Regions from separate parts of the Anas platyrhynchos genome. Here region 2 is linked to region 1. The links are chromatin contacts, called in public Hi-C maps. All regions are on one chromosome and are shown on one strand. Each heading gives the region's core, a stretch centred on a gene start, on an enhancer-like site or on the middle of the called end of the contact. The rest is flanking DNA. Distances are from core to core; before and after follow the strand shown.

Region 1 (3,424 bases), core at 688-3,187:
CTCTAGTGAACAGGCCTTGCTGTGAGTGCCTCAGGCTTTCTGTGGGAGAAGCAGCTATCATCGATTGCTCTGATGGAGCTCTCTCTCTCAGATGTGTGGCAGATGAAGAATAACTTAGTGCTGTTAAGGCTGATAGTTCTGCCCCCTGTCTTTTCCTGCTGTTATCAAGAATTCACTGTCTAGTGGCTCCAGTGAAAATAGGGCAGGTCATAATCACAGTGATACGTTGTGCACATGGAGGTATTAGGATCTTGGTGGAGAGAAGAGCGTGTTACAGAGGTGACGGGCAGAGAACCTGTTCGTGCCACCACAGCATTACCTACGTTTTCATGACCTGAACGAATGTAGTTTGTATCTGGGTGGTGACAGAGAAGGGGTTGTATTAGGCAAGACTAAAGACGTTGTAGCTAAGGTTACGATGGCATAAAAGTTATAATTAAAAAATAATAACAAGGGGGAGGTAATTGAAAACCAGAAGATGTTTTGCATCTATCAGAAAACAAAATATTTAGGATTCCTCCAGATGTTTTCTTTCCTTTTTATTTATCTCAATAGGTTTGTGTGTGTACTACTTGGGCTTGCCAGTAGTGCCCAATAACATGGCATTGGCAGACATGTGCTGACAAAATCTACCCTAGGCACTGCTGGGAATAGCTGAAAGATTAAGATCACAGTTTTGAGCTAGCAGTGGGTGGGATGTTTACAATTAGCTAGTCAATGTTTCAAACAGAGCTACTAAAGAAGAGATTCAGTAATTTAGGTGCAAGGTGGGCTAGGCTACAGTTTTAGGCACTGGTTCTGGACGGAGGAATTCTGGTTTCTGGTCTGCAATCTTATCACTTGAATGGCTATAGACATGAATTTTCTAACTCCTGGAATAAAAGCAGGATATAAGACTTAGAAACTTGTCTGGACGTGACATTTATGTATGTATGAAGGGGAATGACTATAGGGAACTTTCTGACAGAAACATGTTATATGGGCGCTCTCCTGAGAGCAGGAGAGGCAGGAGGTAGATGTAAATCATCACTCTGCCAATTTTCAGTATTCCTTAATCAGTGTCTTTCTTCATATCTTCTGACTTTCTGTAAAGGTGCAGACTGCATCTTCCAATTATTTCTTCAACATATCTCTGAAAATTTTTCGAAGCATGGTACCGTATTCTTATTTTTTGGAAGGATTACTTTGTCATACCATGGTGTTGTCCTCTCTTTTGTGTCAGAACAAACCTAGTTTGTAACAGAGATCGTTCAATCAGTCAATAAAGCATTATACGAACATGGTTTATTCTTAATTGCCTTGAATAACTTCCTCCTTGCACTTCTTACCATATTTGTTAATCCAGTGATGTGTTTTTTTTTGCTTTTCAGTCAAAAGACAAGATGATGAGAGGGTCACGCCGAGGATGTGTTAGACTCAGGGTAAGTTTTATTTTCTTTGGTACTTAATGACTTACTGTGGATATTATGGCCTACTGGAGAGAACTGCAAGGAGACTTTTGAGGTTTAGGCTCTATTCTTGACTCTGTGAAATACTGAAATAGTGAAAGTACTTAAAGATGGAAAACATTAGAGGTCAAATGACATTGTGGGCTGATTGCATTCTGTTATTTTATATATTGTATAAAAGTGTTATGCATTTTATACGTTGTCTTAAAAAGCATCATAGGACAGAGTAAGATGGGTTGGCAGTAAAATGCTGCAGAAAAGTTGCTGTTTGCAGTTCTCATTTCTTTGTGTGTTTGGATATGTACGTATATAGATACGTTCTGTACCTACAGAAGTTGTTGTAAAACTGCATTCCTTCTGTCCTGGTTTGCTTTTATTCTGCTTGTGAGCCTCTGTTCTGCCAGTTTGGACACTCTAGGCCTGCAGCTTGCCTGTGCTTCGTTCAGGGTGCTGTAGTGCTGTGTAGTAACGTCACACAGCACGTGGTCTTTACAGAAGCAAAACAAAAGAGTGGAAAGGGAAGGAAGAAAGGTTTTGAAATGTCAGCTGAGGGGGGGTACATAATGGGGAAACAGAGGCAGGAAGACACAGCACAGGAAAACTGGGTGTTACCCGTCCTGGCTTGGGACGTTCAGCTGTGAATGCTGCTCTTGTGGCTTGAAGTGACAGTACTGCAGAGAGCCAGGAATGCTGTGGTGGCTTTGCACATGCTCAGTTTCTACTTTGTGATTGTGCACTTACCAAAAAATATTCTTGCACAAGTCCTTTTGCTGTGTTTTTTCCTGTTTCTCATAGAGTCTATGGCTCCAGTATGCAGTGGTCTTGTGAGATGCTGATGTAAATAGGGGGAATGAGTCAGGAGGGTAATGGGCATAAATGAGAGCATTTTGAGTCTTGAAGTAAGAAATGTAGAGAAGGGGATTTGTCACACAATCTGATTGTCACAATCTGATGAGTGTTGCAGCAGAACTCTGTCTCTTTTTTTTCCAGTTTTTCCTTTATTCAGTTGTTACCACTTTCTGGGGGCCTAATAAAGTGGTCTCCTTTTGAGCTTCATACAGAGAATCCCCATTCATCTGGATTCCAGATGACTTTACTGCACTTTTGCCTTTTTAGGGTACTGGTAACATAATACGTAACTTCTTAAAGGGTAATGTAAACTCAAACCACTGTCTACAACATTACATTCCCAAAGATTGGTGGGTGCTGTTTTGCATTGTGTAGTAAAATGTAGTCTGAAAAAGAATGCCTGCTTTAATTTTGTTGTGAGCATATAAATGTGGAGGTTGGCCTCAGCCTGTCAGTTTAGGAAATATTAAAAGTGAACAATCTGTTCAACATTGCATTATCCATTTTTATATGCATTTAAGATAAAACAATCCCTTTCTCTTTCCCCATCTGCCACTCTCCCACAGCAGATTACTCTTAGGAGTTTTGCTGAGGTTTGCTGACTCTATCTGAATGTGTGTGTGGGGTTTATTTTGTGAGGGAGGAAGGGGTCGTCGTCTTTTTGCTTTTGTAAAGCAGCTCTTCTGGCAGATGACAATGATACCAATAGCTGAACAGATGGGCTTCTGCAGTCTGAAATTTTATCAAAGAGGTTTTCTGTTGAGAGCAATTGTTGATTTGTAACTCTAGGTGTGAACATAAACAAGCATGTAGTTTAAGCAATTTGCCTAAAATACCTCCCTTTTTCTTGAATGGATTTTTATAAGCTTGTTCCTTGCCTTTTTGTGTTTTATACTCATGTTCCATAGGTCATGGAGTTTCATCTTCAAATTACGTTTTTTGTTTACTGTCATGGTGTATTTAGGAAGGTGTGCTGGTAGAGGAATCTGTCATCTGTACTATGCTTAGGTCCTGCCTAAGCTTTCTGTAATAAACACTTCAAGTTTCATGTGCTATTTTTTTTTCACTTGTCAATATGTATTGTCTATATGACAAAAGAAGCATCTTCTCTGCTTATGCTCACTTAG
Region 2 (3,485 bases), core at 737-3,236, 41 kb after region 1:
AATACATGGACTGATGTAGCAGGGGTTGTGAAGGCTGAAATTTTGATGCTGTTGAGATCAATGTCAGCTTGAGTGTAAAGGTCAGGATTTCATTTTAAACTGAGGCAGGAATGTTCGATGCCATGGTGGAATTAGTCTTGTTCTCTTTGGGTGGCTGTTTTTAAATTGTCATTAAAATCAGAGAATAATACTTTAAGATCTGCCTTCATTTGTTTCTAAACCATGGAGGCATGCCCTAAAACACCTAAGGAGAAACTCCAGTTCGTGTTGCGGAGTGGAGAATTATTTAAGAATAAGGTTACAATCCTACATACAAAGTCAAAGATGAGGTTACTTCAATTTTATTTTATTTTTTTATCACACCAGTGTCCAATATCATCTATGTTATTAGTTTCCCTGACAACTAGGGGAGATGGAGATAGCAGTAGTGTCCTGTGTATCATAGGGCTATCTCAGTTCTTAAGTCTCGCAGCTCTGAAAATGGGATCATAATTTTGAACTGCGAAGTTTGTGGGACAGGAACCTGCCTGTGTTGCATGCGTAATTGCACAACCAGTTGGAGTAATGGCTAAGGGAGGTTGGTTTTATGGTGGGATGCCATGGAGTAACAGTAAATGCTCTGGGTTATTTATTTGCATACCAATAAGTGACACCACCAAAAACTTGGAAAGCAATTTTTATGCCTCTTTTTTTCTAACTGGAGATTTTTTTAAGATAACCAGGGAACAATAATTTTGTTTTTAATATGAGAGAAATTCTGTGCTATTAAAAAAAATAAATCGTCACGGCTTCACTGGTTTTTAACATGGGACAAAGTTCCAAATAGTGGTTATCCAGGAGAAGAGGCAAGAATGCAGTCTGCCTGTTGTAGGAAGAGGTCAAAAGGACTCCATTTCCCTCAGTCTGCATGCACGTGAAAACTCACAGTATGAAGGGAGGGAAGAGCAGTTGGAAGCTTCTAAGTACTTTAATAATCTAAGAGGATAGAAATATAAGCATACAGATTAAATTTAAAGGCAAAGCTCATCTAACTTTTTTTTTTTTTTTTTTTAAGCCAGTTTTTGGGGGTTTAGTATCTGGGCTTGAAATCTTTAAATGGAAGCATGGTAGCAAGATCTAACAAGCAGGCAAGGATCTTCACAGTTCTGATGTAGATCAATGTTTTTTAATTGCAAAATACATGGAAAAGGGTTTTACATCCCTCTTATCCAAGAACAATACCCAAATTCTGGTTGTTGCAAGTAAGCCTACTTGGAACAGAAAGAAATAATGCTTAGATGATTAAAAGTCAGTGAAGCAAGGCAAAATCGTGCCAGTTTGGATTAAAAGGCGTTGCAGTTGAGATTTCCAAGAGGTCTTTGTTGTATAAAAGCCAAGCACTCATCCTGAAGTCAGTGAATAATGAGTCGAGTTGGTGCTTTGCTTTCAAAGTGCCTGTGTTCACGAGTACATCGAAATGTCCATTACTGGAGATGCTCTGAAAACTGTCAGCTTGCATTCAGCTGAATTTTGGCAACAAAGTGGTGCTTCCTGGCTGTAAATGTGCTGATGATTCCTGATTTAATTCATGGGTTGATTTATTATGGTCTGGACAAATTAATTTCTGAACAAAATGTTTTCAAACTACTGATTACCTCTCCTAATTTTTGCCAGATGATTTATGTCTTACCTTTCTCCTCTTTGCATGCAGTATTTATTAATGGACATTAAAAGGAATACCAGAACCTAGAACTTGAAATAAGAATTCTTCATAGACTAGTAAAATTTGTAGCAAATTCAGTTCAGTACTTAAAAATTTGTGCAAAGAATCAAACTACTACTATTTTGAACGTATTTCTCATGTCCTCAGCTGTCGATTTGTGTTTCGCTTTCTCTCTCAGGAATTTGCTGTCTTGCATTTGAGCATTTCTTGTGCTCACAGTGTTCTCATTATCTATGCTTGTTTTTTTTTAATTGAGGAAAAAAATGTGCTTTTGTTTTTTTTTCATCTCAGAGCACTATAAACCCTGTTGACGCAGTCTATCAGCCCAGTCCTTTGGAGCAGCCGGTGATCAGCGCAATGCCTTCCCAGACTGTTATACCTCCAGGTATGCTCTACAGAGACAAGCTCAGTAGAAACGTAGAAACAAGCAGGATGCAACTGTGCTCTAGCTGGAGGGGCTGCATAAAGGTGGAGAGCTTCTGTGTCAGACACGCTGTGTAGAGGTGCCCACTGCACGTGGTGGTGGATGCTCACCACAGTGGTGCAAAGGAAGGGAAGGGAGTTAGTGCCACTAGTTCTGCGGATAAGCTGATCTGTTTTACTTGTTCTAAGTTACCTGCCTACACTTCTAGTATACTTTCTTAGAAGAAATTAAACTACAGTTTTGGGAAAATAGAAGTGCATTCTAGATAACTAATGTCAATTTTTAAAATGTCAGCTTTGCTTCACAAAGAAAAAAAAAGCGCTAGCTGACATCAATGGAAGCATGCTTTTTCTGGGTGGCTTTTGTAGGTAAGGATTTATTTCTTGAAGGCCAGCTGAAATAATGCGGAATCTCTTTCCCAACAAAAGTATAATTTTCGTATTTCAATGTGACTTTTGGGTTTAACGTATCAAACTGTGCCCTAGAACCCGCTCAGTTATGCAAGTCAGAGCAGCGACCCTCGTCTTTGCCAGTGGGACCTGTAGTAGCATCCCTTGGAAATCAGACTCCAACACCAAATAGTACAGGTACAGTGCTGTCTGAATGTCTGGGGTTCAAGAAACTAAAACTGAATATATGCTTTCTATATATGCTTTTCCATCCTTGACTTTGACAGTTTTTGTTTGTTTGTTTAATTAAATCCACAACGTTTAATACTCCACAGGAAGTGGGCAATCAGCACCAAGCAGTAGCCTCACTTCTCCAAGCCATGTCAATCTTTCTCCGAACACAGTTCCGGATTTTTCTTACTCAAGCAGTGAGGATGAATTCTATGATGCTGATGAATTCTACCAGAGCAGTTCTTCCCCAAAGAGATGTATAGAGTAAGTAGCTGAAAGAACGCAGTATATGCTGAATAGGTTTTTTGTTTGGTTGGTTGTTTTTTGTGTGTTTGGTGGTGGTGGTGGTTGGTTGGTTGGTTGTTTTTTAAAATCTCCAAGTACATGGCTTGTCTACTTGTAGTCATTACTTAAGCTAAATAAGCAAAGAAGACAGATTGGCTTAAAAAAGCCAATCCACTCTTTATGCAACAGAATAAAAATACCTCATCCCCAAGCATAGCTGTCTGTCAGGGATGCAGTTTCCTCCCCTGTTCCTTCCCATTCCATCAGACATGTATGTTGACAAAGCTTTTAACACACATTGAACTAGGGGAGCCACCAGCTCAGAGAATGTCTGAGACTACAGAGTATTTCATAGCTATTTGTTTCATAAATAGCTAATTACTCGTCACATTAATTAGAAAAACAAGACAAACAAAAACTTTAAGTTGCTGCCTTCCCCCAAAGTCTCTATTTA

The links. Hi-C and Micro-C count contacts between places; a contact is called where the count stands out from the background.
Region 2: a Hi-C map of skeletal muscle shows a contact between it and region 1, with 2.8 times the contacts expected there. The contact joins two enhancer-like sites. A contact is called at or near these places in 3 of 8 Hi-C or Micro-C datasets (liver, skeletal muscle and subcutaneous adipose tissue).

The regions. Positions count from the first base shown.
Region 1 is chr8:33,161,599-33,165,022 of IASCAAS_PekinDuck_T2T, forward strand. OSBPL9 (oxysterol binding protein like 9) reads left to right here. Exons shown (of 23, transcript XM_072042018.1): 2 at 1,371-1,421. Among named protein-coding and RNA genes, the nearest start is that of OSBPL9, 10 kb to the left of the region's middle. Within about 2 kb of position 1,938, at least 4 of the 8 cell types and tissues checked have an H3K27ac peak or open chromatin away from gene starts, as enhancers often do.
Region 2 is chr8:33,202,190-33,205,674 of IASCAAS_PekinDuck_T2T, forward strand. OSBPL9 (oxysterol binding protein like 9) reads left to right here. Exons shown (of 23, transcript XM_072042018.1): 9 at 1,994-2,087; 10 at 2,612-2,713; 11 at 2,851-3,010. Among named protein-coding and RNA genes, the nearest start is that of NRDC, 37 kb to the right of the region's middle. Within about 2 kb of position 1,987, at least 2 of the 8 cell types and tissues checked have an H3K27ac peak or open chromatin away from gene starts, as enhancers often do.